2 separate regions of the Mus musculus genome follow, and region 2 is linked to region 1. A link is a contact called in public Hi-C data. All regions are on one chromosome and are shown on one strand. Each heading gives the region's core, a stretch centred on a gene start, on an enhancer-like site or on the middle of the called end of the contact. The rest is flanking DNA. Distances are from core to core; before and after follow the strand shown. Region 1 has its middle 29 kb from the start of Mrps22. Region 2 holds the start of E330023G01Rik (RIKEN cDNA E330023G01 gene).

Region 1 (4,949 bases), core at 909-3,408:
GCATAGGTCCGACTTCTCACACTTCTTGGTGGAAACTTGTGGACAGCTCCAGCTTCCCGCAGAGGACCGGAGGTCATCACTGGGCTTGTGGGCTCTTGGCACAGCTCTGATGATCTCTTCTGTGGCGGCATCATGTTGGAGGCTGCACTTCTCTGAGAAAGTTCATCCGCATCCGTGGAAATAATGATCAGCCCTGAGATCAGATCTAAACTCCAGCTTACCTGGGTGTCCTGATAGCAGGTCTCTTAGGATCCCTGAGGGACAGTGGAGAAGCTGGGAAATGTGGTTGAGTTTTCTCCCCTGTGGTCTGATGGGATTCCCTGGCCATCAGTCTTCCAGGCTGCACCTGTTCTTCATCCCGGAGCACCAGCTTCCTGACTGACTTTACAATGGGAGGGTTCAAAGGGAACAGCTGGGTCCTGAGGTTGGGATAAATGTTGAGAGGCATTTACAAATAGCCTCCCAGTTAAATGTGCATCCACAAGCTCTCCAGATACCTTCTTAGCTGTTACAAAGATGTATGTGCCCACCAGTTCTCAGGGCTCAGTCTTCAGACTCCAGCTACTTGATGCTCCACAGGAAGTCATGCGTAGCGCCCCCTGCTGTCTTATCAGCAGATGGCAATGGCCTTTCCTTCTCTTCCCCTGCCTTCTCCATTTCAATAGACCTGGTGGGACTTCTCCCTAAGTTGCTCTGTTGCTCCCCTGAAGCTTTCTGGAATCGATCAATTTACTGACTGTGCACCCCCTCAAAAAATGTCTTAGCCAAAAGGTCTTAGCCAAGTCACTGGGAAGCAGATCCCCCGATTCAAGGTTATAACACTCATCAATGGGCTGGGTTGCCTTGGTGAGCTCCAGAACCTCTCTGAACCGTGCTCCTCATTCAATGTGTAAAATCACAGCCTGTCCCTGTCCCTGCAGTGGTCTGAGGATTGCATGCTTTCACATCTGCCAAACACTTAGCACATCGTAAGAACTCAGTTAATGGCACTATCTATCTCCTCAGAGCTCATCCGTTTAGGCGGTTCCTCCAAGTTTGTCCCAAGCTTCCTGGCAGCCATTATCGAATACATCATGGGGGAAATGTGTCTTCCCTGCAGGGCTTCAATCATCTCACGCTCTCCAGACTCTTTGCCACCCTACTGGGACTCTAGTGTCGGCTTTTGGCTGCTGTTCCTTGTGAGGTACATGACAGAACAGGAGCGTTCAGCCACCCTCGAGGTCCTGCTAGCCACCCTCGAGGTCATCTGCTCAAACACTCACCTTCTCCTTTGAACATGCTTGCCCACACACCCACACTCACAAAACCAACTCACCTGTGACTTCATATACGCACATAGCTGCAGGTAACCACACACACGCTCAGACACATTTGGTCTTCAGAAGCTTTCAGTGCCCGAGTAAACGGGAGAGGAGATTTGGAGTGCCCTCTCACCTAGGAAGTTAAGATCAAATACTTGACGGTCTATGTGATTTCTGGCAGGATCTGTGACCTCCGGGAGTCGCTGTGGTCTGGAAAGCCAAGGCAACAGAACTGACTTTTGCGCAGATTGCAAAGAGAGTTAATTCAGATCATATGTACTAAATGCTGGACACACACTGGGGGAGAATCCCATGAAAATCCCTCAAGTTCCAAATGAACTGGAGGCCCTTGGCCCCAGAAAACATCCTGGCTGTTACCATGGTACCCTGGTCTGTGCAGTTAGGAAGCTCTGGTCCAGACCTCAGGCCAGAACCCTGCTGAAAGATCCAGGACCCACCCAAATAACAGGGGAGCCTGGACAGACTGGGGCCTAGGAAGCAGCAGTTCCAGCTCCTGTTCTAACTTATTGGCCACCTGAGACACATGGGCCTCTCAGAGCTTTACGACACAGGTCTGAGCCAGAGCCTGGCAAACAGCAAGTGACCTATGATGGGTGGATGGATGGATGGATAAATGGATGGATGCATGGTTGGCTGTCAGCAGCTGTGACCCCGGGTGCCAGTCACCTCCTGGCTCTGTGTCTTCCCAGATCCATTCACTCCCATGTGAGGACCAGGCCCATGTGGTCCCTGCCCATAATCTTCCTCCCTCCCCTCGCTGAGGATGCGCTGAGGGTGCGGATGCTCCTCTCCCCTCCAAGAATTCAAAGGGGCCTGGAAACTTGTTTATTAGGAAAAGCTGTGGGAGGCTGTCCTGCTCGGTGGAGGCGCTGACCTCTCCCAGCCGGTCCTGCATAGTTCTCTCCAGAGACATCTTTTCATGTTCCCTGGCTTTCTTGGGTGAGTCACAGATCTGTAAATCCTGCCCACAGAAAGCTTGGCAAAGTGTACAAGGTGTTTATTGGAAGGGGAAAGAGGCGCATGATCAAAACCCTGGCCATGGCTTGAGTCTCAGATACTTGCAAGAGTGAGTTTTAAAGGTTAAGCTTAAAGTATCTATGCAGATTCACGGGGCACTCCCCCACTCCCAGGCCACTTGAAGGAGATTATATAATACCCAGCTGTAGTCAGACCACTAGACTGTATTTGTTTAGGGCCAGATACTCAAATGGAAACTTTAAAAAAAAAGTTTTGTTTTCAATTGCTGTGTTGTTTAGATGCAATCTTACGGACACACATACACAGGCCACAAGGCTCTGTCACCCAGGCTGCCTCCGCTGGCCTCTGCATCTTTGCACACAGCATTATCTCTGCTGGTACCTCCTTCCCACTCTCTGGCTTGGACTCGGAGACCAGGTCAGACACAGATTCTTTATCTTAAACCTTAGTGAGGGAAAGCAGAGAGCAGAGGAGGAAACCCACGCTGAGTCCCCAGGATGAGCAAGAATTCTCCAAACAGGCATTCAGGAGAGAGCCTTCTCACATGAGCATGTCTGCTCATCCTGCAAGAGCTGGCTGGTGTCCTCTCCCTTAGAAAGTGCCCCGTGGTAGAGGTAGACACTCCTTATATCCACATAGCACGTGGGACATGCTCTCCCTCTTGCCTGTCCCCACAAGACCAGCCATCCTCCATGTTACCACTATCTGCCTGGTGTTCTAAACCAGAAGTCTTCTACTCTCATATTTTATGTCTGGGAATTTTATGTGATCCAGGTGTATTGGTATATACAGCGGGTATACAAATCTGATGTTATGATGATGATGGTAAATCATAAAGAAAACTTTTAAAATGGTATATATATGTAATTTTGTCATTTGTTAAAGACAGAAAGAAATTTGCAAACTAATGAAATGTGTGTATTTTACGTAAAGAATATTAAGTTGGTTGGATATTGAGTCTGCAGGACACTCAGCATTTTGAAAGCGTTTTAGAGGTGACTGATAATGATGCTTTGATTTTGTAGTCATCAGTGCTGAGAAAAACACGCCACGTAAATGCATAGTACAGAATGGTAGGAGTCTGTTTAGGGCCACTTCCTAATAGATAGACATTCTGTCATCATCTCAAGCCAAAATTCATTGAATGATTTTTTGTTTTTGTTTTATGAAACGTAATTCAGAATCTCAAATAGCAATTTGTAAAATTAATACAATTCAACCCAAAGACATACCCATTTGGTACTTTCATGTTGATAAATGAGGATAAGAAAGTATTAAGTCTTTTTTTTTTTTTTTTTCTAAGCTAGATGGCGAGAGAGCCCAACTGGTACAGTATTTGCCTCAAAAGCTTTAGAATCTGAGCAAGACACCTAGAATCCACATGAAAGCGAGGTACAGTGGTGGGTGCTGTAATGTCAGCACTGGCAGATGGGGGCTGGGAGAACCCTGGGCTTACTGGACAGCTTGACTGCTCATTCACAGACCAGTGAAGAGACCCTGTTAAAGTGGAAATTTCTGGTTTCTTTGGAGACTCGGGTGATAATGGAGTTTCGCTGAAGCAGACACAGGTGAAAGGATGTTTTACTATAGCCAACTCGTGAAAGGATGAGTGATGTTTAGAAAGAATATAAATATGACCCCACAGACAGGGGGAGCCCCAGCATTGCTCCGCCTTGCTGTTCTTTGCTGACAACATGCAGGTATTGGTTCACCTTACGTCGTGTGGCTGAGCTTCGCCTGTAGTGACACACTAGAAAGGAACTCACCAGAGAGCTTTTCATGAGGTTCCTGAGGCTTCTGGCCGCTTTGGTGGACGTGGGCCAGTGGGTGAGCCTCTTGGTTTCTTCTGGTTTGAACTGCCCGTTCTGATTTGTGTGTGGCATCTGCTGGGTGGACTGGACTGCAACTGCCGAGTCGTGTTTGCTATTTTGCTAAAGGACCGGACTGAGAACGAGAACGATTGGAATTGCCCCAAAGAACTCTTTCTAACCAGGTCCATATCCCGGTAACCTTTCTCTTCTACTTCCTCTTGGTGGGGGCTGGGCTAAAGGGGAGGTTGATGCCTTATTAAAGTAGGTTGTAAAATACTTTACAAACTGTCTCATAAGGAGGTGGATGATGTTTTGAGGCTGACACCTGAAGTCGTCCTTTGGCCTCGACATGCATCCACGTGTATTGGCACACATACCCATGTGTACCTACATATACTCCTACATGCACCTACACACATACCTGCACATGTACTCACATGCACCTGCTCTCACACTCACCTGCATACACACACACACACACTGCCCATTTCAGTAATTAAGACACTATGGGTCTTCAAAAAACAAAAAAATCAAAACAAAACAAAAAAACAAAACAAAAAAAAAACCCAACCTGAAAACTTTATATCTGAAATAAAAACACTGTGATTCATAACACACAGTAGTTTCAAATCTGAGCCAGGCTGTTTCAGGCAGTAGTCGCCAGCATTTCATGACTAGGTGGCATGCACGGCTCAAGGTGGGCAAATAGTGTGCTTGGAACCAGTGGCATCATGTGATTACCACACAGGCGAGCACTGCCAGAAACGCCTGACTTCTTGTGCATTTGATTTTGCAAATTATCTTTGGTCTCTTCCTGCTCAGAAAACCTTGTACTACA
Region 2 (5,212 bases), core at 2,412-4,911, 190 kb after region 1:
GGATGGAGACTCTGGCCTAGAGGGGGCTGTCACAAGCCAGTACATCTTATCAGGCTCTGCTTCTTTTGCATCCCCACATCCAACCCCTGATGGATTCAGGTCCTGAAGCTGAATTGGAGTAACTATCATAGGAAATGTAATGTTCCTTTAGGGAGCTTTTCACCGTGTACAGATAAATTACATTTGTTTAGGCATCATATGACTATTCTTAGTCCCCCCCCCCAGAAGCTCCATAGGAAAATGACTGAGGCTGTCTCATCCATCAGAGTATCCTAGAGTCCCTAGAAGCTAACTGCAGTGTTCCTTACACCCTATCACTATCCATTCAATTAACCTTCATAATATAGTGTGAAGTAATATTATTCATAGTATTCAGAATGCAGCAGACCCAAAATTGGGGGAAATAAAGTTTTTTCCTGTTGTTGTTGTTTAATTCCTTTAAGTTATCAGTCCCCACGGGAAAGCTACTGCTGACAGAACTTTGTAGACCACTAGGCTGTTTCCACGACAGGCCTCACCCAACCTCTGAGGAGGGAGAATTTCATCCATAATTACAGTGCAGCTTCTGACCCGGGCTGGAGGAGAGCTCGCCAAGCTTTACCATAGACAGTGGGAGGGAGCCACCAGCTCCCATGCTAATCTTGCCAGGCAAGGCCCTAGGCCTGGTTTCACACTCAGAAGACCTTGAAAATACAGGTGCAGGAGCTGAGGAGGGCATTCACACACTTTTCACCATCTACTCTTCCCACCTTGGGAGAGTGGTCATTATCAGCCATTAGCCATGTCAAACCCAAAAGCCCTGAGGCAGGAGAAGCCCCCAAGTGCAGGGCAGAGCCTGGTGGTGGCACTGGCCAGTGACAGAAAGCTGCTGGGGGGAGCTTCTATTTTAAAGATTTATTTTTAATTAAAAAAAATTGTCTGTCTGTGCATGTATGTGTGTGTCTGTGTGTGTCTGTGTTTGTGTGTGTGTACACCATAGGTGCTCAAAAGTACAGAAAACACCACCTGATACCTTAGAGCTAGAGCTACAGATGAGGCAGTATGAGCTGCCCAACATGGGTGCTGGGAATTGAATGTGGATCCTCTCCAAGAGCAGTGTGGTCTCTCCAGCCCTTGGGGCAGCTTTATATAGGAAATACAGTCCTACTCTGCCCTGCCTTCCCTCCACGGGACACCTGTCTCCACACATGCCAGCAATCACATTTACATGTCACAGACAGGAGTACTCCACACAGAGTGTGAAGGGAGGCTGGGCCCATGCTTCGGAGAGGCTGTCAGGATGTGGGGACAGGCACATGCTCGAAGAATGTAGAGGTCAGAGAAGTAGAGCCAAGGACTCAGGCAGTGCAGCCAGATCCCACTGCAATGGAGACTCCAAGGCCAGACAAGGGGGAACTCTAAGCCACTGTGCGCAGAGGAGCAGCTCTGGGCTGGGCCTGGGCTTCTCTCTGGGTAGAATTGACCTTAAAATAATACGCGGGCTACAGAGGCCTGAGCAGCCCACCGCAGGCCCCCTCCACTCAGGAGTCTGTGATATCCCCCTTCATGGACCAGAAGCTGAGTTTCCCTGAGTACTGTGTCCCACAGAGCCCCTTTTAGGCATGGACAGGAAGAATGGAAGGCCACCAAAGAGGAGAGGCTCAGCTCTCGCCAAAGGAAAACCTGTGATCACACTCAGAGTCTCTGCCTATAGCTCTGCACTTCAGACACCTCAGCTGAATCTCCACCTGCCCAACAGGGCCCAGCAAGGTGCCTGCCTCAAAGGAGCAGATTCATCAGGCCACACACCAAGTACAGCATCCTTCTCTTCCTCTTCCTCCTCTTCCTCTCTTTCTCCTCTTCCTCATCAATTCTTCCCACCTATCCATGTGATTCCCCAGTACTCTAGTAAACATCTTCTCAGTTTCTTCTATGTGTTAGCATTGAGCTTCACCTCATGGGATCAAGGCCAAGCAGCAAGCATGCCTCTTTTGAGCCCCATCAGAGCCCAGTACAGCAGAAAGGACAATTATGTTCTGCATGTAGCATGCCACTCAAAGAACTGGCCAAAGGCTTGTACAATCAGTCAACAATCTATTATTTCAAATCCTACTTACTTACAACTGGCTGTCATGCCCAGAGAAGTTCTAATGGACTGGCTGAGTTCATCACATCATGTTGGTATTGGGATACGATACCAATAGGAACAGGATATGAGCAGATATGTTTTATTAGCATATTACAAGCTGTTTTGGAGAACCTACTAGCTTGGATTTCCATTTCAGGCCCTGGGCTTCCCAAGGCTATGTAGCCTTGGGCAGGGCTCTTAATTCTCTGGATGCCATTTTCTCTTGCAAAATAAAGCAATATCCCCATCCCAGAGTAGAAGTGAGGATGACAGGCAACCTCTGTCCATGAAGTGTCACATGTGGTTTGAGGCACATGAGTGGGCTCAGCCATTGTCCCAGGTAAAGAAGTCAAGGGCAGCAACCCAGTGAAAAACCAAGTATCAACGAGCACAGCTTAGTCCTAGAACAGCCTTAGAACAGCAAAAAGACAGGAAACCACACAGGAGCTTGTTTTTAAAGACAAAGGAAAAATACGATTAAGCGGCCTGAGAGTGCTGTTACACAAGAATGAAAATATTTTCCTTACTAGGGCACTCGTATGTCAACAGCCGATAGGGAGTGGGAGCAGCCACCTCAAGGCCACCAGGCACCTCCAATAACACAGGATGGAGTGTGAATCCTTGTGGAGGATGGGAGAACTGGGATAGCACTGGCCCCAAAGCCAGCTGGATAAGGTCCCGAGAGATGCAGCCTGTGAGATGGGTGGGGGTGAGCAACTGGCACTCCATCCACCCATGGCTTCTCCCTCTCTTTCCTCTTCCACTCAACTGGACCATTTCAAAGTCACTGGCAGGAGGCTGGTTTAGTCAGGCCCAGGAAGGGAAAGAACTGCTCCTTAAGATTAACCAGCTAATACGGTACAGCCATGAAAGTCCTGTCAGAGTGACCCCCATGCCAGACCACAGTGTCACCCCATGGGACTCTGCTCAGCCCCAGTGGCAGTATAGAGATCAACCAGACCGCCTTCAGCCCACAGGCAAGGCCTCGCTGCAACTGACCCACTCATTCACTTCCTGGTCCTGTCAGGGCTACACACACAGACAGACAGACAGATACACACACACACACACACACACACACACACACACACACACACAGACCCAAAGTGTGGGCTTTCCTTCAGCTGACCATCTGTGTCCCATCTCTGCTCACACAGCCATGCCAAGTTTCCTTGTATTCTTTGCACCCTCCCTTCCCACTGCTGTGGAGCTGCTCTGGCTCCCTGCTCTCTGGTCTTGGGTCATGGCAAGCACTCTCCTGACCTCACATGCTCCAGCTTTCTGTTCCTATAGAATGAAAGAAGCACTACCATGGTGCTGCAGCCCCTATCCACCCACAGGACAGGGCTCTCCCCTGCCTTGACTCCTTCTGCACCACTGAACTGCCCCCCCTCCCATTACCTTCGAACTTCATAGCTTTTCCATGCGTTCCAGCTGTTTCTGCAGTGCCATTCCCCCCAGCAGTCTCACTGTGTGCCTGCTGGTGTGCTTCAGCCTTTCTAAGGCTCCCTTCTTTCTGTAGAAGTCACCTGGAGCTCCCGGAGCCAGTGACCCTGTAGAGGCCAGTTCCCTGAGCATTTGTTGATTGGCCCTCGGACCCAGTATGACTGTATCTCCCAACCAGGACCCTGAAGTAGAATAACAGGGTGAGGTCACCTTGTAGCTTAAGAGACTCAGAGAGGAGCCTTCCCATTCTCCTAAGAGAAGGGCTATACTAATTTACTGACCTCCAAAACCTGAGTATACAAGGTGTCTCCCAGGCTACTTCTGGGACTCCTCTAGGTAGAAACTCTTAGGGGAAGAAAGCAAAACTCTGAGAGGAGTGTGCTGGGGCCTGCCTGAGCCTTCAAGAGCCCAGGTTCAAACCCTGGATATTCTGGTCCTTTCCACAATGCCATGTCACCCCTCTCCACCCAACACCCTCAGAGGAGACTATAAAACATCCTCAGCCCTTCAAAGGAATCAACTTCAGATCTTGAAGACTACAAGGAGAAGCAGCAAAGGGCCATGCATGACCAGGTCCCCCTCACCAAGCGGTGTCCAGGAGCAGCTGCATGTGGTGGGGAGAGATCTCCCATTCCCTTCCCACGGCTGGGGTCGTGAGGCAGGAGGACAGGATCAATGCCAGTGTGAGCAGCAGGTACACTTCCTTCCCTGAGTGTAGGTAGACCCCGGGGACTGGGCCTCTGAGAAATGTGGCCATCTTTGTGAGAGCCAGGGCTGGAGACCAGTGGTTTCTGTCCCCAGTGCAGTCACAGGCAGGCAAAAGCTGTGACACCTAGAAACACTTTGCAATGTCCACTCAGAGAGATTTTCCTGAGCAATAGGGACCACCAAACACTTGTAGACACTTCCCAGACCTGAGCTTTGCAGACCAGCAGTGAACCTCACACCACCAAAATGGGACCCTTCGGTCTGAAGAGGCAACCGAGGAGATGATTTGAGAACCTGCCCCCACCCCACAGGAATCCACATCCCAGTTCTCAGGCCACATGGGTCAGGCATTCAAGATCAAGACGCAAATGATACACGGGCCCTACTTTCATCAAGTAGCCAAGGATCCAGGAGCATCAAGAACAGCCTGAGACCATGTGCTAAGGGATGTCTGTGGCTAGAGACACAGGCCAGTCCCTCCTCCTCCTGAGAGCCTCTACCAATCAGGCCCTCTCCTGCCTGGGCCATAGTGTGGGCCCTGTGGTTCCAGCAGCCTGGTCCCAGCTAACCAGACCAAGGTGGTCACTGGTTCAAGAGTGACCAGCAAAACAATTAAGAACCTGGCTTTTTGGAATTAGGATTTCTAAAGGGAATGAGTTACAGTGGCTGTCCATGAGACAAGGTTGGGGCCAGGGAGGCCCTGAGCACTGCAAACAGAGAGCACAACCTTTGAAAAGCCTGAGTTTAGAGCCCCCCCCCCACTTACAGATTGAATCTGAAATGTCCCCCACTGGCTCATGTCTGCAGCCTCCAGGTTGGGACACTATGCTGATTGCTCTATATCCTCCAGGAAGCGGGGAGGGCCTCTTTGGCAGAAGCAGGTTAGTAGGGGAAAAGACTTTGAAGATGTGATGCCAAGTTTGGGTTCTGGCCTGCTCTCTCTGCTACTTA

What was found. Hi-C and Micro-C count contacts between places; a contact is called where the count stands out from the background.
Region 2: a contact with region 1 is called in a Hi-C map of uterus, with 3 times the contacts expected there. The contact joins the promoter of E330023G01Rik here to the enhancer-like site in region 1. A contact is called at or near these places in 1 of 39 promoter capture datasets (the 3T3-L1 cell line), 2 of 15 datasets of contacts at CTCF or cohesin (large pre-B cells and stem cell-derived epiblast-like cells) and 50 of 484 Hi-C or Micro-C datasets (3T3-L1-derived adipocytes, the AML12 cell line, the AtT-20 cell line and 27 more).

Annotation. Positions count from the first base shown.
Region 1 is chr9:98,628,088-98,633,036 of GRCm38.p6, forward strand. No RefSeq gene overlaps it. Among named protein-coding and RNA genes, the nearest start is that of Mrps22, 29 kb to the left of the region's middle. Within about 2 kb of position 2,159, at least 5 of the 459 cell types and tissues checked have an H3K27ac peak or open chromatin away from gene starts, as enhancers often do. A contact at or near this core is called in uterus, where this site is marked.
Region 2 is chr9:98,816,426-98,821,637 of GRCm38.p6, forward strand. It overlaps E330023G01Rik (RIKEN cDNA E330023G01 gene), which reads right to left and starts at 3,662. Exons shown (of 3, transcript NR_045332.1): 1 at 3,509-3,662.